Linked DNA regions of Mus musculus: all the other regions are linked to region 1. The links are chromatin contacts, called in public promoter capture Hi-C maps. All regions are on one chromosome and are shown on one strand. The core of a region is the stretch at or near the end of the contact, and the rest is flanking DNA. Distances in the headings are between cores, read along the strand shown.

The links. Promoter capture Hi-C pulls out the DNA fragments that hold promoters and counts their contacts.
Region 2: a promoter capture Hi-C map of pre-B cells shows a contact between it and region 1, with 5 times the contacts expected there. The contact joins the promoter of Adipor2 here to the promoter of Pex26 in region 1. A contact is called at or near these places in 3 of 39 promoter capture datasets (liver and pre-B cells) and 1 of 115 datasets of contacts at active chromatin or transcription factors (pancreatic cancer cells).
Region 3: a promoter capture Hi-C map of stem cell-derived epiblast-like cells shows a contact between it and region 1, with 5 times the contacts expected there. The contact joins the promoter of Mfap5 here to the promoter of Pex26 in region 1. A contact is called at or near these places in 5 of 39 promoter capture datasets (the 3T3-L1 cell line, cranial neural crest, embryonic stem cells and 1 more) and 1 of 115 datasets of contacts at active chromatin or transcription factors (stem cell-derived neural progenitor cells).
Region 4: a promoter capture Hi-C map of erythroid cells shows a contact between it and region 1, with 4 times the contacts expected there. The contact joins the promoter of Erc1 here to the promoter of Pex26 in region 1. A contact is called at or near these places in 2 of 39 promoter capture datasets (erythroid cells and pre-B cells).
Region 5: a contact with region 1 is called in a promoter capture Hi-C map of pre-B cells, with 6 times the contacts expected there. The contact joins the promoter of Aicda here to the promoter of Pex26 in region 1. A contact is called at or near these places in 6 of 39 promoter capture datasets (the 3T3-L1 cell line, 3T3-L1-derived adipocytes, embryonic stem cells and 2 more), 1 of 484 Hi-C or Micro-C datasets (B cells) and 3 of 115 datasets of contacts at active chromatin or transcription factors (embryonic stem cells, large pre-B cells and trophoblast stem cells).
Region 6: a promoter capture Hi-C map of pre-B cells shows a contact between it and region 1. The contact joins the promoter of Lrtm2 here to the promoter of Pex26 in region 1. A contact is called at or near these places in 2 of 39 promoter capture datasets (embryonic stem cells and pre-B cells) and 1 of 115 datasets of contacts at active chromatin or transcription factors (pancreatic cancer cells).
Region 7: a contact with region 1 is called in a promoter capture Hi-C map of pre-B cells, with 5 times the contacts expected there. The contact joins the promoter of Fbxl14 here to the promoter of Pex26 in region 1. A contact is called at or near these places in 2 of 39 promoter capture datasets (erythroid cells and pre-B cells) and 1 of 9 other capture datasets (liver).

What each region holds. Positions count from the first base shown.
Region 1 is chr6:121,182,211-121,185,293 of GRCm38.p6, reverse strand. Pex26 (peroxisomal biogenesis factor 26) reads right to left here and starts at 1,627. Exons shown (of 5, transcript NM_028730.6): 1 at 812-1,627. The coding sequence starts at 1,029.
Region 2 is chr6:119,386,989-119,390,422 of GRCm38.p6, reverse strand. Adipor2 (adiponectin receptor 2) reads left to right here and starts at 1,689. Exons shown (of 8, transcript NM_001355692.1): 1 at 1,689-1,941.
Region 3 is chr6:122,512,169-122,515,383 of GRCm38.p6, reverse strand. It overlaps Mfap5 (microfibrillar associated protein 5), which reads right to left and starts at 1,800. Exons shown (of 10, transcript NM_015776.3): 1 at 1,652-1,800; 2 at 984-1,043; 3 at 1-36. The coding sequence starts at 1,041.
Region 4 is chr6:119,846,669-119,850,113 of GRCm38.p6, reverse strand. It overlaps Erc1 (ELKS/RAB6-interacting/CAST family member 1), which reads left to right and starts at 1,964. Exons shown (of 21, transcript NM_053204.2): 1 at 1,964-2,237. 3110021A11Rik (RIKEN cDNA 3110021A11 gene) reads right to left here and starts at 1,921. Exons shown (of 1, transcript NR_030776.1): 1 at 1,085-1,921.
Region 5 is chr6:122,552,074-122,555,084 of GRCm38.p6, reverse strand. It overlaps Aicda (activation-induced cytidine deaminase), which reads right to left and starts at 1,276. Exons shown (of 5, transcript NM_009645.2): 1 at 1,176-1,276. The coding sequence starts at 1,183.
Region 6 is chr6:119,329,350-119,332,624 of GRCm38.p6, reverse strand. It overlaps Lrtm2 (leucine-rich repeats and transmembrane domains 2), which reads left to right and starts at 1,859. Exons shown (of 5, transcript NM_172492.3): 1 at 1,859-2,130. All of the region lies in intron 26 of Cacna2d4 (calcium channel, voltage-dependent, alpha 2/delta subunit 4), which reads right to left.
Region 7 is chr6:119,477,584-119,481,032 of GRCm38.p6, reverse strand. It overlaps Fbxl14 (F-box and leucine-rich repeat protein 14), which reads right to left and starts at 1,365. Exons shown (of 1, transcript NM_133940.3): 1 at 1-1,365. The coding sequence starts at 1,173. All of the region lies in intron 1 of Wnt5b (wingless-type MMTV integration site family, member 5B), which reads left to right.

The DNA of each region.
Region 1 (3,083 bases), core at 378-2,877:
TGTCCAGCCGGGCAGTGGTGGCACATGCCTCTAATCCCAGCATTTGAGAGGCACAGGCAGGTGGATCTCTGGGTTCGAGTCCAGGCAGGTCTACACAGTGAGTTGCAGGTCAGAGCTACACAGAGAAACCCTGTCTCAATATGAAGACGAAAAACAAAACCCTATAAAATTACATCCAATGGGCATAAGCAAAGCCCTCAACATTCGGGTGTGCAACCTTCATCCCTCTAAAACCACAGTCAAGTCTCTCTAGTGTTTGCTTTTCTTCAGTTAACTATTCTGACTACTCCCGCCATTAGCGTGGCCTCACACAGCTCTTAGGAAGGTTTACTCCACAGAGAAATGGTGCCCTCCAGCTGTCAGAGGAGGCCAATGCATTAGACAGAGCAATCTAAAGATAATTCACTCAGTCCTGCAACAGGACCAGAACAGTGTGCTTCTTGCCTTGACACCCCGCTCTACCCCCCATTTTCTATAACCTGCCAAGGCTAGGTTAAATAGGAGGTGTGTTCCCAAAGAAGGCTGCTACCTGCTTACTGAACCTCCTCACGACTGAACACTTAAAAGACATCTACCCTGTCCTGCACTGAAAAGGTGAGCCAAGAATTGACTGTGGCGTCCCTCCAAATTGTTGCATGATTTGACTTCATTGTACAGTCTCACGGGTGCAGGATGAGCAACCAGCCTCTCTCAAAGAGGATCCCTTAGGGAAAGCAAGGTGTGTGGTTGGCGCAGTCTCACAATGCCAGATATTCAGAGACCCGAGTTCCTCCCCAAAAGGATCCAGAACGGAACATAGCTCAGCACGTACGTGCCACTCACGGGCTCCTCCGCCAGGCTCTGCCAGGCTCGTTCGCAAGTCTCTAGTGCGGCATGGAAGTCCAGGTGCACCACCAACAGGTCGGACGCCTCTTCCAGCAGGTGCACCGCGGGGGACACAGCGGGGAGGGCGAGCGCGGGCTCGCTGCTCCGCAGAGGGCCCACGAGCCCTTTCAAAGGGGCTGCAGACGTCGAGGCGTCGCTCTTCATAGCCAGCCTGGGTTCGACCAGGTCTCCTCACACGTCAGGAGGACAGCTTCTCGGGAGCTTCCTGGAAATTCGGACTGGGCCTGGTAGATGTCCCGCAAGCCTCGCACTCTTCCCCTCCGCGCCTCTCCAGGTCTGTTCCTAAGGAAGGACCAGGAAGGAGCTGGACCCGGGCACAGCCTGCGCTCACTGACAGCCTAACCCTTGGGGCACTGGCCTGTTCAAGACTGTCTGTTCAAGACTAGTGCTGCCGAAGGCCCAGCACTAGTTCCTCCTGTCCCTGGACCGGTGCTAAAAGCACCGAAACTCCCAGAGTAGAGAGCGCGACAACAGAAGACCTGCACGGGGAACCCACGACGGTGGACACCTCCTCTCCACCCCTCTTAGCCACTACGACGCACGCGCACGCTGGAGCGAAGGATTCTGGGAGTTGTAGTCCTGGGCTCTTGGGTCTGTGAAGCTTCGGGGAACCTCTCGCGCCCAGAGACTGCCATCTTCCAGAGAGAACGCACTGGGTCGCCAGCTTTGGGGTGGAAAAGATGAGGAAGCTAAACCATTAGTGAAATGCCTTTGTCCTGAGAAATGTGATCCTTCCTTCGCTAACCGGAAGAGGACGAACGGAAGAAATTCCAGTTAGGAGGTGGAGCTACCTGCACCTTTATTATTAACCTCTGAAGGAGTCCGTTGAGAAGGGTCTGCTGGAAGCTTAGGGAAAAAAGAAAAAGAAAACTATGGAGCTGGCTATTTCCTCTTCCTGGGTTCGATGCTGCTATAAAGTGTGGCAGAATGGAAAGGCGCTTTCTGTCTGTTATTTCTTCATCTCTATGAGTTAAGGACTATTACTCTATTTACAGGTGACATAGGTCACACGACAAATAAGTCACAAAAACATTGTCAAACCAAAGAAAGCACTTTTTTTGGCTGAAAGGAGTGTCAGGGCAGAGGTAGATCTGATCTGTGCTTTGTATTAGGTAGGTGAACCATCAACACACAAGTGAGTTACATAAACTCCTGGATCCTGCATTGTTTATATAAATAAGGATGTCATAAAAACAAAGCCATGCACATGTCATGCAATTCTTCAAAACAGTACTGAACCAATGTAAGAACTGATGCTTTATAATATACAAAAAGTAAATACATTTAAATATGTATTTTTATGTGTTTATTTATATTGTTTGTGTTTCACAGGGCTTCTCTGTGTAGCCCTGGCTTTCCTGGAACTCACTCTGTAGACCAGGCTGGCCTTGAACTATGCCTCTGCCTCCCTAGTGCCGGGAATTAAAGGAGTGCAATACCACACCTGACTTCCTATTATATAATTTTACACAGACTCATAAATCACCAATTATCTGTGCTTCAGGCAGGATTTCCTATCTCTTCCACATTTATACTCAGTCTTCATGGTTTTACTTCGTCCAGTTCTCTACCTTCTGAACTCTCTCCCAAGTTTTCCTAGAATCCCTTGCTCCTTAGTGACTGGATAAGACAGCGAGGTGCTAGGCTAAGACCTGCTCACATCATATATGCCTTTCTTTTATCACTAACACCGACAGGACATGGCAGTCTTTAAATCTCTGCAGAAGGTCCTCACACAGCTGAGACAGAAATGTCAAGTCTGCTAAAGCCTGTGACTGTGTAAGGTGAAAGGGCCAGGATGTCACTTGTTTAAAAATATATATACTGTTTAATTCCCCCTCTCCCCCCCACTGGGGACTAGAGAGATGGCTCAGCAGCTAAGAGCATTTGTTTTTGCCAAGTACCTGGGTTCAATTCCCAACACCCACATAGCAGCTCACAACTATCTGTAACTCTAGATCCAGGGGATCCAGTGCTATGTCCACTCCAGTAGTGACTGGCTTGGCAGGCCTAAAAGCCTGGAAGCAGTCACAAGGCAAAGAGTTTCAAGGAAACTTAGCCTCCTGGAACCTTGGCATTCCCATAGCTAGAATGCCCCAGATTTGTCCCTGCAATATTGTGGAGGGTCTTGCATACTTTCTTACAGTATTTTACTGGATAAGAGTTAGAAATCTCAGGGCAAGCTTAGCAAAGTATAC
Region 2 (3,434 bases), core at 440-2,939, 1.8 Mb after region 1:
AAGGATAAGGGTGAAGCCAGTTGGGCAGTGGGACTCAGGAATGTCCCTTTGAGGGTAGGGAGAGTGGCAAAGATCCTCATTAGCTGAGAAGGTGTGGGTGGGCATTTTGAGGAAATAAGGTGGTTTGTTTCATCATTATAGAAGCATCAGAAATTGCATGTAGTGATTGACAGTGAGATCAGTTCAAGAGGCCAAGCTGAGAGGTAGGAGGGGAAATGGCGGGCTCTCTTAAAAACCCTGTTCCTGGAGACAGAAGCTTTGATCAAAGAAGCATCCTTAAAAGAAAGCTCTGCAGGAAAGATTTGAGAGGGGGTTTTGTTTTCCTTTGTTGAAGCAGGGTCTCATTTTAGCCCTGGCTGACCTGGAACTCATCTTGTGGCCCACGTTGGCCATGAACTCACTGCAGCCGTCCTATACCAGTTCCCACGTGCTAGGAATTAAGGTGTGAGCCCCCATACCTGGTAAGATAATGGTCTATCTTAAGTCTGTCTTCCTTAGGGGATACCTTATATTCAGCCTGAAAAAAAAACTTCTCTTTTTGCCCTATTTATTATGGATCCTTCCCCCCGCACCCCCCCCCCCCTTAAGTTATTGATGGAATCGAGGCTTTTGGAGTGGCTATAGCTTTACCACTGAGCTATATTTCCAGCCTTGGGCCACATTTATAATTCCCAAATGCCTGCATTTGTTTTCTGATGGGAAAGGTACAATTGTCTTTCTCAGTCTTAGTAGCCAAGTCTTTGTCTTTCTCTCTCTCTCCCTTTCTTTCTTTCGTTTCTTTTTTTCTGAGACATGGTTTTACACTCTGTATAGCCAAGGCTGGCCTGGCTCGCGATGTACACCAGGCTGATCTGGTACATGCAAGATCCTCTTGTTTTAACCTCTCTAGTGCTTTTCCTCGTTGAAGAGTTTTCCATGTCTGCTTCCCTCCAATCGCTCAACATCACATTTTAGCTTCTTGGCTATGAGACCGATTGTGGTCTAAAGGCAAGAACAATAAGCTTCCTCCAAGGTCTAAACTAAAGCTTCCGAATTTACTTTGACGTGTATTAAGTTTTGAACTAAAGAGTGTGACAGATACAATCCTCTTACAACTGAACACGAAGAAACCATTTTTTTTTCCTCTGCACACCAGCTCCTATAGTTCCTTGTTCTGGTTCAATAGGAAAGCTCACTCGTAGCAAATCATTCCCTCTGGGTAAACAGACACAATGCTTAAGTCGTTTGCAATCGACCATTGAAAATAATTTTGAATATCTTCTAGAAGTGGTAGGGCATAAATCAATCATACGTTAGTACGGTAATAAAAACAAGCCCTACTGTTTGAGGAAGAGTTGACTAAACGCTTTCGGAATCCTGAAACCTTCATAAGACGACGCCTAGCATTATGTTGGCCGCTGACACAAACACACGCTCCATCCCGAGTCATTAAACCGTGGCGGCCCACTCCCTTCTCAGATCTCTTCAGAAATCGTCGAGGAAGCTGGGTGAGCGTTCCGAGGCACTCTGCCCGCACTGTTTACATTGTGGACCCGGCCGAACTACAACTCCCAAGATGCATCACGCTTCCAAAGCCTCCCGAGGGGAGGCTTCCGGTTTAGGCCAGCGCGGCTGCGCACGGGGTGTGGTCTTACTGGCTCGGCCCGCCTCGTGCGATGCGCGTCACGGCTACGCGCGGGCGCGGAGGCGGGGAGACGCGGCGGCGGCGGCGGCGGCGGTCGCGGCGGCGCGAGCACAGTCCCGACGCGGTACCGCGGTGGCGGCGGCGGCGGTGGCGGCTCCAGCGAGCGGCCCCCTCCCTCCGCGCCCCCCCTCTCCCTCCCCGAGGCGCTGCTTCCCGAGGCGCCCGAGCCGCGCGGTGAGACGGCCGCTAACTCGGGCGAAGGGCTGTGGCTCGAGCGCGGCTTCCCGGGCTCAGCAGATTGCCCGGGTCGGAAGGAGGTGAGGGCTGAGGGACAGGTGTCCCCGGCGCGGGCCGGGAGCGCGCGCCTGGCCGGCTCCGAGCGCGGCCGGAACTCTGACCTGCGGCCGCGCGCCTGGTGCGGGGCCCAAGCAGCGGCCGGGGGGGTGGGGTGGGGGGGGGGGCCGGGGCCGCGCTCCGTGCAGCTGCGGTCGCGGGCGCCCGCTGCCCTGTCCCCGCCGCGGGGCAGAGTCCGAAGCCCCTCGCTCCGTCTCTAGTCGATTTCGGAGCCGGTACCCCCGCGATGGCCGGAGACTGAAATCCTCCCGCCCCGACTTCTAGTTGGTGTCTTCTGCCACTTCTAGGGATTTCTCTGGCAGGCTTGCTTCGGATGGCTTGTGCTCAGCGCGACTTTTCCAACCACTGGGATGGGAAGGTTGCCCTCACCTTTCCTTAGGTGGCGCGTCAGGCTGTCACTGCGGGATAGTTCTTGGGCCCAGTTCTGAGCCCCTTTGGGTTTTTATTTGCCAGTGGTTAGCTTGTTAGAGAATTGCTGGAAACGGCTATAAAATAAGTTTTGATGAGTCCGAGGGAGCGCTAGACCAGACAGCTAATGAGTCTCTTCTTTTGTTTTTTTTGACCTTGATTTAAACATTTGTTTCTGGAGTTTGAAAACTTCACGAGAGCGTTGAGCAATGAATTTTTGATAAATGACATGACCACCTGGGATTTGGTAGGTACAATGCTTCATTGGTGGTTTTAGTATTTTAGTGGAAATGATCTTTTAGTTGCATTTATGTTTTACTCTGGTTGTCTCATTTAAAGAAAAAAAAACTTTAAAAAAATTAAAATTATCCAGTTTATTATGGTGTGTTTCTGTGTGACTCCTGTGTTCATGGCACACGTGTGGAGGTTAGAGAACAACTTGGTAAAAGTTGATCATCGTCTACGTTTATGTGGTTCCGGGTATCGAACTCAGGCGGCAAGGTCTTGAAAATTTGCCTGGCAAGCATACTCTTTAGCCATCTCACTTGATGGCCTGTAATTCTTGTGTTGCTGTGTTCATTGTGTTTCCCCAAAGCAGAATGCTTACCCCTGCTCCCCAAGGAGCAAGGTAAAAATACTGCAGTCTTTTAGGATTTTAAAATTTATTTGTTCATAAAACACTTCCCAACTAAGTGTATTTGTTTTGTTTGTTCGTGGGTGAGGGTGTGCAGGTCTCACTCTGTAGCCCAAACATTAAGAATCCTGCTTCAGCCTTCTGTGTGTTAGCATGAATCACCTACCATGTTGTGAAGACAGGCAGGATCAATGTAGTTCAGGCAAGCTTTAATTTCTAAATCTTACCTATGAGTCCAGAATCCTGGTATGGACAGATGCTCTACTCAAAGCCCGCCCTCCCTTTGACATGGTCTCACTCTGTAGCCCTGGCTGTCTTGGAACTCATGTAGATTAGGCTGGCCTTGAACTCAGAAATCCACCAGTTTCTGCCTCCCATGGGCTGGGATTAAGGATGTGCACCACCAATACAACT
Region 3 (3,215 bases), core at 551-3,050, 1.3 Mb before region 1:
CTCCGCGTTGACCACTGACCCCTAGGGGTAGCCAGTCTGTCAAAAAGAAAGAAAATGGATATAACTCCAACTTTCTCCACCACAACACTTTTATGAGATGAACCAGAATACAATGGAGATATTGTTGCATATCGTCTTTGTGATTTGTCTTTGTCCCTATATATTTCCACACAAGAGCACAAGGCTATGCACAAAACTAACCAAGCATTAGAAACCACGCAACAAAGACAAGTTATGGAGCACAAAGCCCACTGTTGCTCTGCCCTGACTCAGGTCCCCCTCTTGATCTCATTCCCAAGAAGGGCCACAGAGGAACCCGGCAGGCTCTTTAGCGTGTCCTGCCCGGGCCCACAGCCCCTGAATCAGCTGCACCACTGGGCAAGCCAATTGTGGGATTGCATCTGGCAGAAAGAGGAGGGGGAATACAGTAGCGTTTCTTCAGCATCCAAGATTGCTTTCTATAGCCAATCCTTTAGCTGGATTCTATGCTACCTGCGACGACTGCACTCCTTTTGTGCGTACACGTAGCATATACTTCCATCATGTATGTAAATCTTTGTGCGTCCGCCGGAGCAAGTGTTAGGTGGTCTTTCCCTCAAGGGGCTTAAGGGGATCCAGTTTCCCGTATGGTGGTCTCTGTAGGTGTATGTAACTTCTTGTTCCTTTGGTATTTGCTGAGTCATATATCAATATGCAACTCTTTTCTAGGGATTAATAAGTGCTTGTATTGTAATTTCACATCATCTTAACCACCCTTAAGTCCGAGGCTAGCTCTCACCACCTGCAAACTCTCACCTTTGTGTCAACACAAGACATCTCTTGCCACGCCCCTTCAGTCTCAACCTCCCATCTAACCCATAGCCCAATGCCACGCCCCTTCACTCTCAGCCCCACCCCCATCTAACCCATAGATAACCCCATGGGCATGGAGAACCAAGAATCTGATGTGTTAGGGAAAGAAGAGTCAAGACAGAAAGACTCACCAGAGGGGATGCTGATTGCCAAGACAAGCAGCAAGGCCTTCTGCCCCAAGAACAGCATATCTAGGAGATGGGTGGAGGATGGGAGAGAAGCAGAGACCATGATGCCGAGAGATAGCAACATCTCACGTCTGGCTTGCATCCCCCTCTCCCATTTTCACTCCGGAAACCTTGCTTTCTTTGTACAGCTCAAACCCTTCCTTTTCTCTCATCCGACATTCATGTCCCTCTGACTGTCACGACCATCATTCTACAGAAAATATCTTTTTAAATTTGAGTTGTTTAGTTATGCTACCCAGGCTGGTCTTGAACTCCTGGACTCGCTTCACTTCCCCCACCCTCCACCCCTGCCACCCCACCGCCACCCCACTCTTCTCAATCCACCACCTTTTAGCTTGGAATGCAGGCATGTAACAAGGAGGGAGGACCTTTGGTATTCTAATTAAGGCATCCTTGGCCCTGCCCCATAGCCTCTTTCACTCCTAATATCTAAGCTACCTTTGGTGCATCTGTGTCTTTTCCAATATCATCTGCTGATCTCGGTGTTCCTTCTCCTTTGAGTTCCCCACATAATGGAGAGGGCTCAATTCTAAGTTAGGGACATTCTCCACCCTTTAGCACACACATGCACACACAGACATTCTCAATGTATAGTTTTGTAAACAACTCACTGTCTACAGAGCTGCGATCTGTCTGCCGGTGGCCTCTGGCTGCTGAGTGTGTCCGTCCTTCTCACGCTTCTCTGCTGTTCTACTTGGGCTGGAGAATAAGATGAACACAGCCACACCCTTGGAAAGACTTCACATTTGGCCTATTCTAAAACAATGAAGGGGGGGGGCAGAGCAAAGAGGGAGAGAGGGAGGAAGGAAGGGAGGGAGGGGAAGAGAGAGAGAGAGAGAGAGAGAGAGAGAGAGAGAGAGAGAGAGAGAGAGAGGCGTAGAAAGCAGTGTTACAATAAGGCTGGAATGAGAAGGGAGATGGGAATTTGCAGTCACTCACACCCTCATTCCAAAGGTTATGACCACACTGGAGAGGGAGCTCACTGCTCCCTCGAAGGGCCAGGGCCGGCCCAACATCTGCTCTCCTTTCATCAGTCCACTTTCCCTGTCACTGCTGGGCTCAGCTTGCCTTTCTGCCTCGGGTTCCTGTCCCCCCCAAGCATGCTCCCCCTAATCTCACTGGACTCTGTCTCTGTCTCTCTGTCTGTCTGTCTCTCTCTCTCTCTGGCATTCTTCTCTATTTGAATCATTACTCGTTTCCCTCTCTTCCCCTTTCTTCCCTCTTCCCCTGTGTCCACCCCTCCCTGCTTCCTCCTTTCCTTTGTATGAGTTAGGGTTGCCCAGGTTGGACAGGCTGACTGCAAACTCCCTATGCTGCTGGTGGTGTAAGGATGTGCTTGCATGTCTGATCCTCCTGCCTCTATTTCCCAGGCATGGGGCGCTTTGCCTAGTTTGTGGAGTGCTGGGGATTAAACCCAGGGCTCCATGCCGGCCAAACCAGCATCCTAATGAGATACATTGCAAGCCTCTGTCTTCCTGGCTGGCCTGGAGCTGGTCATATAGCCCAGGCTAGCCTCCAACTGTGGTTATCTTGAGCTTTCCATGTAGTGGGATTATAGGCTTACACTACCAAGTCCCTGGTCTTCGTGGGTTTGATATTTTATTTAGCACCTAATTTACAAGTTTCTACTAATACAACTTCGTGTTTAAAAGATTAAGAATCTTCCTTTTTACATTTGAACCATCCTAACACTAAACATCTTCTAAAAACAAAACAAAACAAAACAAAACTTTCACTTGAAAAACAACAATGAGAAGACAGCTGAAACAAACCAGAACTTCCTTTCATACAGGTAACATGAGGGCCTAATTCACTTTTCCTTTTAAAAGCTTCTGAAGACAGCAGGGTCTTTAATCTCAGCACTTGGGAAGCAGAGGCAGTTGGATTTCTGAGTTCAAAGCCAGCGTGGTCTACAGAGTGAGCTCCGGGACAGCCAGGGCTACACAGAGAAACCCTGTCTCAAAAACAAAACAAAACAAAACAAACAAAAAAGAGGGGTGGGGGGTGGGGGAAGGCCTTGGACTGAGCATGGCAAAGTGGCAGCACTCAGGAGGCAGAGGCAGGAGGATGTGAGGCCACCTTGGTCTGCTGTTGAAGTTTGGTCTGTTGCCGTGTATTGTAAATCTAAATTCTGTACCAAAAGGTTTAGGCCTATGAGTGGTGGCTTCTCCGGTT
Region 4 (3,445 bases), core at 715-3,214, 1.3 Mb after region 1:
GGAGAAGAGGAAGGGGACCAGGTGCCAAGCACATACAAATCCCCCGGGGAGTGCCAGGTGTAGTGTCACTTGCTTGCAATCTCATCATTAGGGAGACTGGACCAGCTACTGTTGTGAATTCCAGGACATCCTGGACCATGCATCGAACAGATAAACAAAACCCCCAACAGAGACACATACACCTATAGCAAGGCAAGCGCCTCTTTACTTATTATACAGAGAAGTATCTGGAAAAACAGCCCATAAAGAATGGCTTGAATGGGTGAGTACCTAGATATCTAAGAAATGAAATCTCAATTTCTCAATTTCTCTCTCTCTCTCTCTCTCTCTCTCTCTCTCTCTCTCTCTCTCTCTCTCTCTCTGTGTGTGTGTGTAAGGAACCAGAGTATGACATCAGGTGTCTTCCTCTATTGCCCTCTGCCTTGTTGCCTTGAGACAGGGTCTTTCACTGCATCAGAAGCTCATCTTTTGGGATCAATCTGTCCTCCTTCTGCAGTGCTGGTGTTACAGATACTTGAAGCCATGCCTGGGTTTTATGTGGGTGCTGGGGATTCAAACTTAGGTTCTCCTGCTTGTAGAGCAAATGCTCGTATCCACTAAGTCATCTTCCCAGCCCCAGAAACGAAATCTTTGAAGATTCTTTTCTGGCTGCTGAATAGTCCCGTTTAGCTGCACACTCTCTAACAATTGGCTGTCATATGTTAGATGTACTGAAGGGGAATCAGTTTAGTGTGCCCAAGGAGCTGTAATGACCCAAGTGCATTTTGGAAGGGAACAATTAGAGAATCTGGAAAGGACAAAATATAGTTTGGTGGATGAACGTGAATACTACAGGATGGGGGAAGATGTTAATGGGATTAGGAAGAGTGTAAGCCGGTTAATTATGATGGTGGGAGGTTAGGGATGAGTAAACCGGTGAGTCTTAGCTCCTCTCATCTCAAAGGCATTTCAAATTAGCTTAATAAGCGCTGTGAGTATGGGGATGAGTGTAATTCACACCACCCTTGGATTTTCGGCTTAGAGATAGCTTATCTACATTTTTAAGATTAGTAACTATGTGTTGCCCCCACCTCCGTATTTTTTTTTTTTTTTTTTTTTTGGCTTGCTCTTGACAAAAGGCAAAGGTTGAAATTCAGCAGCAGAAAACTGGGCTGTCTAAAATAAGGTAGCAGCTGCTTTGTAGTTCGCCTTGCTTGGTGTGAGGGCTAAATAAAAAAGGTAACGCGGTGAAGCATTTGGCACAGTACACTGCATGTGGACATCAGGTTCCGCCCACACTCTTCCTCCCTGGAATGATCCTTGCAAAAAAAGCCACCTACTGAGGCGAGGGTCTTTTGCCATGACCGCTTGGACAGCCCAGATGACTCAAGAGTATTATTGCCTTCCACAGCCTCACAGCGCAAAAGCCAAGGGTGAGAGAAGCTAACTTCTCTTGGACAAAGGGTGTCCAGGCAGCCGTGGCTCTAATGACAAGCCCTGAGCTATTTATTTCCTAAGGTGGCGGCCGTCCCAGGGTTCGGGTAACGGGCTTGCCAAGGAAGGGGCGGGGCGACTCCAGGTTTGGGAAAGGCCACTCCACTCCTGGGGCTTCCAGCAGTCCACGTCCTACGGCAAGCAGGAGGAGACAAACGCCGCCCCTCCTCGTCCGCACCTTCCTCGCTCAATATCGCGGCCCGGGCTCCCGGTGGACGCTCGGCCGTGGGTGTGGGTGTGGGTGTGTGTGTGAGGGGCGGCGCTACGTGTGGCGCAACCCTGCCTCGGCACCCAGTTACCTTCGCGGCCTCGGAGCGCCGCACTTGTCGATCCTGGCGCGCGGTCCCGTGGAGCGGCGTAGCGGGGCGCTTCCCAGTGGGACGAGGGAAAGCCCAGCGGCCCGGGAGAGCGGGAGGCGGGGCGAGGGCGCCGCGCGGGCGACAGGGGGTGGGGCTAGGTGTGCGCGGGGGGCGGGGCGTGGTGACGTCGCGGGCGCCGGTCGTGCTGTGGCGGTGGCGGCGGCGGCGGCGGCTGTGGTAGTGTCGGCGGCAGGCTGTCCGGGAAGCAGTAGCAGCAACCGCAGCAGCAGCGGCGGCCCTGAGGAGAGTAAGGCGGCCGCGTCGGCAGCGGCTCGCTCGTCAGGCGGAACCTCGATCTGCCCAGAGGTCGCAGGCGCCGAGGCATTTGTCGTTTCCTACCCGGCTCGGCGCTCCCGGCCCTGGCTGGGCAGGGCAGAGCGCCCCTGGGGAGGGGCGGAGCTGTAGGTGAGGCTTGGGGACCCCTCCCCCTCCTTTTTGGGCCGGGGGTGGGGAGGAGGATGGGGAGGTCGGGAGGGCGGACCCCGCCCCAGCGCACCCGAGCCCACCGGCGGCCGCGCCCTGCGGAGCTCCCGGATTGGGCGGGAGCGAAGGCGCTGGCGGTAAGGATCGCTGCTGGAGGTGGGAGGTGGGGGGCTTCTGGCCCACCGAGAGCCGAGGGTGGGAGGCATGATGTGGGGCTATTGGGGAGCCCTGGAGTTGGGGTGCGGCCAAGGTGGATCGGATGTAAAATGTTTAAGATGATCTTATTATTTTGAACCTGGTTAGATAGAAGAGGAAAGGTTGTATTTCAGATGGAAAATGAGGCATGGATGTCGCCTTGGAGGTAGCTGGAGGGGCTACTGCAGCAGATCTCACATTGCCACTCTAGGGTTTTGGTTCTTTTCTTGGTCAGATGAGTAGAATTCGCTGAGGGAAGAGAATCCCTTTGCGTTGACTTGGGGTTGGTAAATTGGGAGCGCGAGTGAGTGAGGTTTTTACACACAAGAAGGAAGATGTTGGTGTTTAGACAACTTCATTCTATAGCAACCAACCATGAAGGAGTGAGTCTCATTACTCTTAGCCCCTCAAAAGTGCTATCAGCCTTTTCTTTTCCTTGCCCCCCTCAACCCCCTCTCCTGTGCTTGATCTCTTTGTACCATTTTTCATTTTTGAGTTGACCCGTTAAGAAAAGGCCCTGGACTCAGAGTAATAGTTGCAGGTGGTTGTGGCTGATTGCTTTGAGCGAACTGTGAACAGTTCTGTTGGAGATGACTGTATGAAATTGCTTAAGCGTTTAAAGTGCAACTGTCTCTTACATCTTGTTTTTCAATAGACCTTGATACATTTTGCGTTTATTTAATCATTATGTGTGTGTGCCTGGCATACACACGATAGATTACTCCCTCCCTCTTTGAGGTCAAAGGTCAAAGCTTTTGGGACTTGGTTCTCCCACTGTGGATGGCTGGGATCAAACTTTGGTTATTAGACTTGTGACATAAGCACTTTTTTCTGTTGAGTTATCTGGATGTCCCTATTTTTCCGATTCTTCTTCTGTCTCAGCCTTCCAAGTGTGAGATTAGACATGATCTGGCTTTCTTGAAGATCGATTTTATTTTTTTATTTTCAGGTGTACTTACTGTTGTCTCCCCCCCCCCCCCTTTTTCTTTGGTTTT
Region 5 (3,011 bases), core at 27-2,526, 1.4 Mb before region 1:
TTAAGTGGCAGATTACTTGTCTAGCATGTGTGAGGTCTTCAATGTGGTCCCTGATAGGGGTGAGGGAGAGTGGGAGGAGGAAAGGGGGAGGAGAGGGAGGAGGAGAAGGAGGAGAAGGAAAAGGAAGAGGAGGAGGGGGAAGAGGAGAAGGGGCAAAAGGAGGAGGAGGAGGGAGAAGAGGAGGGAAAGAGATGGGGAGCAGGAGAAGGAGGAGGAAGAGGAGGAAGAGGGGGAAGAGGGGAAGGGGAAGAGGAGGGGGAGGAGGGAGAAGAGGAGGGGAAGAGATGGGGAGGAGGGAGGAAGAGGAGGAGGGGGAGAAGAAGAGGGGGTAGGAGAAGGGTAACAAAAAGAAAGAAGGAAGACAAGAAAGGAAAAATCTGGAATCTGAAGAACACCCTGCTACCATTAGCTATATTAACTCCATATTCTAAACCTCATAGCCAAACGGAAGTGAGCTCAAGTGTATGGGCTTTAGGCATAGTGACTCACACACTGGCAATAAATGTAAAAATCAAGAGAGAAATTTCTGATAATGGCTCATCATGAGCTGCATATAAAAGCTTTCAAGAAGCTAAGAAATCTCTGCATAGATGAATTAAACAGTAAAAATGTCACCAAGTGTCTAACAGTTGAGTCTATAACACTAAATTGCCTGTCTTAATGAAATTCTCTCCTTCAATAGACACCATTGTAATGAGTTGCAAGCAATTCATCTCAAATGTTTAGTTTTTTTTTTTTTTTTTTTTTTTTTGAGAAGTACAAATCTTCTTGCTATAACTAAATAATTCCTGTAAAGACTCCCCATGCGAGTCTTAAGATGTTGGATATTTGCCAAATAATTGTGAAAATAACCACTACTGTTTTTAGTAAGGAGTTGCTACGACCTCTTTGTGGCGCGGGCCTCTAAGGCTTCGCTGTTATTACCACAAGCCGGCTCTAGCTCTGCCCAAATCTCAGGACAAGTCAAGGCTTCCTATCTCTAGCAACACAGAGAAGAGAGAAACCGGGGGAAGGGAAGAACTTCGTGGTCAGAGTTAGGTCCAAAACCCAAAAGACCTGAGCAGAGGGTGGCAAGCAGACGAGGAAATTCGCGCACTGACAGGCAAAGCCTCCATCCAGACAGGCAGCCAGCACTACTGGAGCACATGCACAAGCAGATGAGACTGTCTTGTTACCTGTCCATATCGGTCTCCAGCGTGACTTTCTTGACTCCCTCAAAGTCTTAGGCCAAAGGAAGCTTGCTTCAAGCAAGGCTGCTTCAGTGCTGTTGTGTGACAGAGCACTGGCCCCTGGCATTCAAATCTGAGCTTGCTCTTGTGGGCTCCTCCCCCACGACAGCATCACTACCACCAGGTATCCAACATCTGCCTCCTGGGTTGGGTCCAGTAAAGATGGGCGGGGCTGTGGTGGGCAGAGCCACACGGATTAAATGATTGGGGGGCGGGGGGCAGTTCTGCTCATGCTTAATGTCCAACTTCCTTCGAGGCTGTTCCTCTAAAAAGCCAGCCCAGGTACCACAGGTAACAAAGATCAGGAGACAATAGCACTGGACACTTTTCACATTGGTATCATGATAATGAGCTCTGTGAGTGTGTGTGTGTGTGTGTGTGGGGGGGTCCCAGGTATCACACCTAAGGTCTGTGCATGCTTCCTAATTTTAAAATTGTGATAACAAGAATGATAGCAGTCATAGTGACTTAAAGTGGCCTTAAATGCATCTTGTGCTTCTTGAACTTACAGTATCTGTTCCTTCCGTTTGTTACACTCAGTTTTATGCCTCAGTAGAGATGGGGGTTGACCACCACAGCATCCAGAGAGTGAACTTTAGCCTCCTAATTCTCTAATATATTTTTCTTTTTTTAAAATGACATTATAAGATAGCTAGAAAGACTAGTTGCTTGCACCAAAAAGTGATTTATTTTAATTTTGTGTGTGTGTGTGTGTCAAAAAGTATTTTTTTTTTAAAAAAGAACTCTTTTTCCTCATTAAAAATACCTTACTGGAGGCCTGGAGAGCTGGCCCAGTGATTAAGAGCACTTATTTCTATTGCAGAGGACCAGCAGGCGGTTGAAAGCCACCATGTGTGGTTGCTGGGATCTGAACCCTGATCATCTGGAAGAACATCCTTTGCTTTCTTCCTTCCTTCCTTTCTTATACTCTTCCTTCCTTCCTTCCTTCCTTCCTTCCTTCCTTCCTTCCTTCCTTCCTTCCTTCCTTCTTTCCTCCCTCCCTCCCTCCCTCCCTCCCTCCCTCCCTCCTTCCTTCCTTTCTTCCTTCCTTCCTTCCTTCCTTCCTTCCCTTCCTTTTTTTAGATAGGGTGTCATTATGTAGCTCCTCTGGCTGGTCTGGAACTTTCTATATAGACCAGACCAGTCTTGAGCTAGAGACTGGATCCCGTTGCATGCACACAGCACATGCCCCTGCCCCTATTTTGTTGCTGTGAAATCTCTCTGTGCAAAGTCTCATAGTTCAGGACTTGGCTTACTCCCTGGCAGTTTAGCCTTCCCTGGATATCATATCTGAAATGTTAATGAGCCCCCATCCTCCTTCTTCCTCTAATTAATTTCCTCTGCATTATCACATCACTATCAGAGACACAATTTCCCTCACTAGTGAATTAATGAATTCCTGGGAAAAAAATTTCAGGGCACCGGGAGTAACCAGCACCAGCCGTGACATTACAGGGTTAAGGGAACCCAGGTGGTGGGTGGACAAGTCCCTCTAACTTGTCTCACAGGATGAGGCCCGGACCTTTGCCCTACTTTGGCCAATTGTCCAGGGAATGACATACTGAGACACACGTACACAGCCTCCCAAAGGGCCGACTTGATGGATATTGGCAGAGATGTTGTGATTTCTTTACATTTTAAAAAATTATATATATATTGCTGTGCTTGGCAGTGGAGGGGTATATGAGGCACGAGGGCCAGAGCTTATGTGTAGATGTCAGAAGACAATTTACAAGACTTGGTCCTCTCTGTCCACCATGTAGATCCTGAGGCTTGAACTCA
Region 6 (3,275 bases), core at 610-3,109, 1.9 Mb after region 1:
GCTACTTTGTGATCAGGGATGGCACTCAAAGCAAAGCACACACAAACCAGTACAGCAACACACACACACACACACACACACACACACACACACACACACACACACACAAACACACATCAGGGATGGCACTCAAACAAAGCAAAGCACACACAAACCAGTACAGGAACACACACACACACACACACACACACACACACACACACACACACACACACACACACATCTGGAGCACCAATTTTCCCCTGCTGGCCTCTGCACCTGTGTTGATCCTTCTTGGCCTATGATTGGCTAAACAGGGACTGTGAGGGAGGGGCCTGATTTGTGCAGCTGATAGCAGTGGCCTGGAAGGTACTCAGGGAGTGCCAGCATCCTAGGATTCCTGGGTGGAGGCAATTTCAGAGCTCAACCCACCTGCTTATTCTGTAAGTTGAGAACTCAGCACGGGGTAACTGCTCAGCTGCTAACTACTTGAGAAGCAAAAGCATAGATTTAACCAACAGGAGGGCATAGAGCTGTGGGTGATAGGGAAAGGTAAGGCAAGTTACCCCCAAACAGCTCACAATACAGGACAAAAAGCTACCACACGGACTCCTCTGTGATCAGAACTATAAAGTGGTACAGAGAAAAAAAATCCCTGTAGAGGGATGTTGGGTGTTGCTGTTAATTTTACTTATATGGTGTGTGTGTGTGTGTGTGTGTGTGTGTGTGTGTGTGTGTGTGTGTCCATCCCAAGGACAGCCTGTGGGAGTCTCTTATCTCCATGTGGGTTCTCGGGGTTGACCCCAGGCTATTAGGCTTGACAGCAAGTGCTGCTACCTGCTAGGAGAGCCATCTTGCCCCCACCCCCACCTTCCAGAGCTGAGTTTTTAAGGCAGGGATAGATCACTATGCACAGAGATCACCGTGCTCCTGAAGGGTCTGTTTTGCTGAGGCAGGAGCTGGGAGAGTGTTAGGGTAGTGGCTGGTTGCCTTGTTGAAAGGGCAGGCACAGGGAACTTCAGAGAGGATGGGGACTCTCTCAGCTCTGCTGGATTGCAGTCCTGAATCAAGGCGCGCCCAGCCCTGCATATAACATAGAGAAAGGACCCTGAGATACATATTCATGCTGTGTTACCTACAAGCTAGATCATCTGCTGAACAGGCAGGATGTAAAGGAATGAGGCCTGTTTCAGGCTGCAGGCTGGGAAGTCCAGCTTCTCTTCTGGCTTAGCCTCTGGCTCAGCCCCGCATTGGAAGGAACACTCTTTATGCCAGTGAATGGCAATGTGTTAGACTTGCTCTGTCTTGATTGGGAGAGAGGTCTTAGACCACCAAGGCCAGCTCCTTCAGTTCCCCGTGTGCACAGAGGCACATGGTCTCTGCTTGTTGTTCCTTCAGGTTGCAGCTGCGTGCTCTGACACCTCTCTCTCCCAAATAGTCCTGGCCAAGGGTGGTCACATCTACAGACTCAGCCCCTTGTCTAAAGGGCTTTCTGTTGCCTTGGCATCTCTGAGGACCCTCAGCGTTCCTCTTGTAAGAGGAACTCAGCCTTTAAGGAGCTGGTTTTTCCTTATCAGAACTGGGGTCTGACACAGGAGACAGACCTAGTGTTCCGGCAGGTCTAAGATCCAAGACAGTCAGCGGGGCTGTGTTTTGGGTCCTGTACCCCTTGGAAGGTCCTGCCTTCTAGACAGCCAGAGATGGCCGCTCCTGGGAGGTGAGAGGAGATAAGGGTACCTGTAGTACCTGTAGTCTGGGGCAGCGGAGATTCACCCACAAACGCTCTCCTGCTGCCACAGAGCTTCGGAGGCCGGTGCGCGCGCCCGCCATCGCAGATGCGCCCCAGCTGTCACTCCGCTGCGCGCTCTCCTCCCTCTGCTTGCTTGCTGTTGAGCACGCGCGCTCTGATCCTTCTACCTCTCCCCCTCTTCGGTCTGTCTTCCTCCCGCCCTCCCTCTTTCGCTTCAGTTTGTCGCTGACCCCGCAGCCCCCTCCCCGGCAGCGGCAGCTCAGCCTGCGGGTCCGCCTCCTTCACAGGCGCTGCCCAGTCTCCCGCTGCCCTGAACCAGACCGGACATCCCTGCGTTCTGCCTGCCAAGCTGCCCGTGTGTCCGGCTACCTGGTCTGAGCATCAGGTCCCGGTGCAAAAAGGTGAGTTGTGAGCGGCTTCTGGGAGAGAATGGGGTTGGCGCAAAGGGCTTGGGTATGGGAACTAGGGACCACCTGTCCCTGCACGATGATCAGGGCTTTCTTCCCAGGGCAGTTGCTGAGGTGGGGTGGGGGAACCACTTAGGACCAGATAACCTGGGCAACCCAAAGGTACAGAGCATTAGGAACTCTGACTCCTTAGTGCTGGGGACATAGCGGTGTATTCTGCTAAGGAGGGGGTATGGAGGAGGGGACAGGGAGGAGAGCAGTGCTGGTGCCACATGATGGCCCCGGGTAGCATGGAAATGTCCCTGCAGCGGGAGGAGCGGCAGCTATGGGAGGGGGAGACAGCTTGGGTGTTGGAAACAGGCTGGCATTCTGAGAGGCCTGAGTGAGGGTGGAGGGTGGAGGACCCACTGAGTGAGGAGGCGCAGGCTGGACCTTTATACCAGTTGCTCTTGCTGGCCTTGCTGGCCCCGAGGTAGCTGTCCTTGAACAAGGGTGCAAAGGAGCCCTTCCTAGTTGGAATAGTCTTTGCAGTCCTGATAGAGCCTCCTTGGTGGGGGTGTGGCTGGGAGTGAAGGAGGGGTGTCTGGTAGTTCTTCCTTACAAACCCAGGCCTTGATTTTTAGCACACTAGATGGCCAAACAAACCAGGAGCCCGAGATGCTTAGGTGGTCCACCACTGCATAATGCCCTTTGCAGCAGGTGGGTCAGATGCCTTCCAAGCCCCGGGTGCTTAGTGTAGGGGGCAGCGTACAGCGAGGTCACATTCACCTGCTGCCTGGCTCATATGGGCATGGATGGCCAACTCGGAGCAGGACACTGCTTCTCAGGAGCCCCAGGCCCATTTCATAACGCTGAATTCTGCCCAGGAATCTGCAGTTCAAATTCCTGTATGGCCGGCAGGTCTGGGACTGGGCTCTGATTGGTTGCTCTGCCTCCCACCCCCAGCTGTCTGCATTCCAGGGTGGTGGTGGGGATGTTGGCACCAGGCTGCCAGGGTTTGTTGGGCATTGCCTTGTGTGACTCAGATTGACAGGCCCACAGCTTAGATAACTACAGCAGGTGGGGGGAGGGGAAGGAGCCAGCATGTGGCGCTGGGCGGGGGAAGTCCAGCTGGTAGGGAAATCCAACATCAGCTTCCA
Region 7 (3,449 bases), core at 116-2,615, 1.7 Mb after region 1:
CCAAAGTCCCAGGTTAAGTACCTTGAGGCAGGGCAGCTGCGTGATGCGCTCCAGGCCGCGCTTGGTGATCCTGGTGCAGCCGTACAGATCTATGCCCGTGAGCTGGCTCAGGTGCTCAGCGATCAGCTCCAGGCCCTTGTCCGTGATGCGCACACACTGTCCAATGTTGAGCGTGCGCAGCCCGTGCATCTGCCGCACCATGCGGTTGATGCCATCGTCACTGATATGGCAAGAGCAAAGGGAGAGGGACTTGAGGCCGTCCAGTCCCTGGGCTATGTACGCCAGACTCTGATCTCCCACCTTGTCACAGAACGACACATCCAGACCGGAAAGGCGCAGGCTGCCCATGGCCAGATGCATGATGCCGGTGTCGCTGATGTTGTCGCAGGAGCGCAGGTTCAGGCTGCGCAGGCTGCCCATGTGCGACAGGTGCAGAAGGCCCGCGTCCGAGATGCCGCCGCAGAAGCTGAGGTTGAGGAGCCGGAGGCCCGTCAGCCCTCGCGAGATGTGCTTCAGGGAAAGATCCGTGAGTTTCTGGCAGTCCTGAAGAGTGAGCTGCTCCAGGCCCAGGCAGCCCTCGGCAGCGCTGCGCGTCATGCCGGCCAGGTGCCCGATGCCCACATCCGAGAGGTGGCGACAGCTGCGGAGATTAAGGCTCTTGAGGCGCTGCAGCCCCCAGGCAATGAGCAGAAGGCCGGTGTTGGTGATGTTGCTGCAGCCCCCCAGCTCCAGCACCTCCAGGCCCTTGAGGTACTGGGCTATGCGGCCCAGGCTGCTGTCGGTGATCTGCTTGCAAAGGCTCAAGTTGAGAGCGCGCAGCGAGCCGATCTCCTGCACGAACGCGTGGCCCAGGCCGTTGTCGGTGAGGTTGTAGCAGCCGCTGAGGTTGAGGCTCTCGATGTTCGCCATGCCCTGGATCACGTAGCTGAGGCTGCGGCGGAGGCTGAGGATCTGCACGCGGCGGATGCCCCGGGCCTGCAGGCTGGGGAACAGCGACGGGTTCGCCCGGCGCAGGTGCAGCTTGGCCTCCACGCCCCGCCACACCGACTTGTGGTAGGCGGCGTCCCGCCAGGCCGTGCACACCTGCGCCGCGCGACCCTTGTCTCGGACGTCCAAGTAGCCGAAGATCATGGCCAGCAGCTCGGGGAACAGGCACGAGATGTGGGTCTCCATCTTCCTCCCGCCGCTACGCCGCGCCGGGTGCAGGAGGCGCGGGCGCCGCCGCCGCCCCGGGAGGCGCCGAGAGCGGCCCGCCGCGGGCCAACGGCCGCCCCTCCCCGCCTTCCGGCCGGGCCGCCGCTCCTCCTCCCGGCGCGTCCGAGCGGCGCTTCCTTCCTGCCGCCCTTCCCGCCCCCGCGCGGCCGCTCGGGCCTCACATCCCGGCCGGGGCGGGCGCCGCGTCCGCGCCCGCGCGCCGCCCCGCGCCCTGCGGCATCCCGCGCCCGGCCGCGTCGCTGCTGCGCGCGCCGGCGAGGCCCGGGCCGGGCGCTCGGGCTGCGGACGGCTTCCTGCTGCCTTTGTCTGCCGTCCGCGGTTCAAACTGCCCAGCCCCGGGCTGCTCGCACTCGGCCGCTGCGCGGGGGGACTCTGGGGCCGCCGCGCGCCGCTCCTCCCCCGCCTAAGTCGCGCGGGTCCGATTCACGGCCGCGGGCGGCGGGACGCGGCGAACTCACCGGCGTGATCGGGCCTGCGCCCTAGGAGCCGGCCAGCCGCGCTGCGCCCTCCGCGTCCTCCGCGCCGGCTCCCCCGCTCAGTGGTACGCGCCCGCGCCGCCGGAACTGGTGGAGCCGTTTCCTTGGAAACCGGGCTCTGCCCTCGGCCGCGGAGGCTTAACCCCATGCGCGCCGGGATGGCTGGCGGCCTCGCCGCACCGTGCAGCCCTAAAGAGCGCCCGATGGCCCACGGGCTGCTCCCCTCGGTGTCCACGCTTACTCCACGCCCTCTCCCGCCCGCATACTTCATCCTCTCTTGCCCGCATATTCCATCCCCTCTAGCCCGCGTTACTTCTCAGAGCGCCTTTAACCATCTCACCACACCCACTGCCCCAGTCGGGCGGCCTTCCCACCATTCCTTTCTCTTTAGTAGTGAGTCTTAATTTGGTGGAGAAAGTGGCTTTTAGTCAGCATAGTTTGACAGCTCTCGTTCTAGAAATTTCTGGAAGTTGTCCAGTGTGCCTGCCTTCCACAATCTTGTTGTTTCCATACACCCATGTGAGTTCCTTTCCCTTTCAACTTTGTGTCAAAACTTCCCACTGCTTCTGCCCCTGCCTTGCGCTCTAACCTACACCAGGTTTTGTCTTTTTCCTCGGCCACTTAGACTGTAGATTGCACGGCCCAGCTGTACGGATACCTAATACATCTGTATGTGCTGACACACATACACTCTTTGGTCTGGTTAAAGATGCTCCAGCCTTATGCTTTATGTATATTTTATGAATCTAGGGCAGAGCTCAACTCTATACAGTGTAGCCTCGGGTCTTAAATATCTGCATGAAGGATAGGATTTCAGAATTGTATTTTTATGACCCCTGAAGCCAAGAGTTTTTAGTTCAGAGAAAAGGAACCTGAGAATCTTAAATAAGTTACAAGTTCACACATCTAGATACAAAACAACCTGACTTAGCTGTTTCCTTGACTCTTTGGGAACCTGAACAAGACATCATCATCATTATTATTATTAATACATTGTATTTCTTTAATGGGGAGAGGGCATGCTCCACAGCCAGTATCTAGTGGTCAGAAGACGACTTGAAGAAGTCATCCCTCTCCTAGCATGTGGATTCCAGGATGGAACTCGGATCATGAGACTTGGTAGCAATGACCTTACCTGCTGACATCTTGCACTGAACAAGATTTGGGATGTGGTCCAAATTTGGAATACGATCGCCTTGGCTTTTAGCCACTCCTCTTTCCTAAGTAACAGATACTTGTTAGACCCGAGTGTGTACAGAACTAACAGGCACAATACACAGTAAATCCCACCCCGTGGGTCTTAATCAGGAAATGCAGTGGCTAAAATTCCTGCAGGCCCTTTGTATCTCACATTGCACATACCGAGGCCCTTAGACTTTTATGGCCTTCCTGAATATGAGGCAACATTGTTTGTCACCAAATAATTCCTGACGTATAGTGTAACAATTCTGGCTGTGCCTCAGTTTGCACTCTCCTGGGGTCATCTGGGTTATCTTCTGTTTAAACAGCCCCAGGGGCCATCTGTTCTCCCCGTCTACTGTACGAGTGCTGGAGATGGCTCTCAGCTGGTCAGGCTTAGCGGTAAGCACCGTTTCAAGCCCAAGCCGATTCTTAGGACATTTTATTCAGTGTGTGTGTGTGTGGGTGCACATTCACATGCGTTTATTGATACTCACAACTGAGTTCCATGACACACCACGTGGAAGTCAGAGACCAGTTATTTGAGAGTTAGCTCTCTCTCCTACTGTGCGGGTCCCA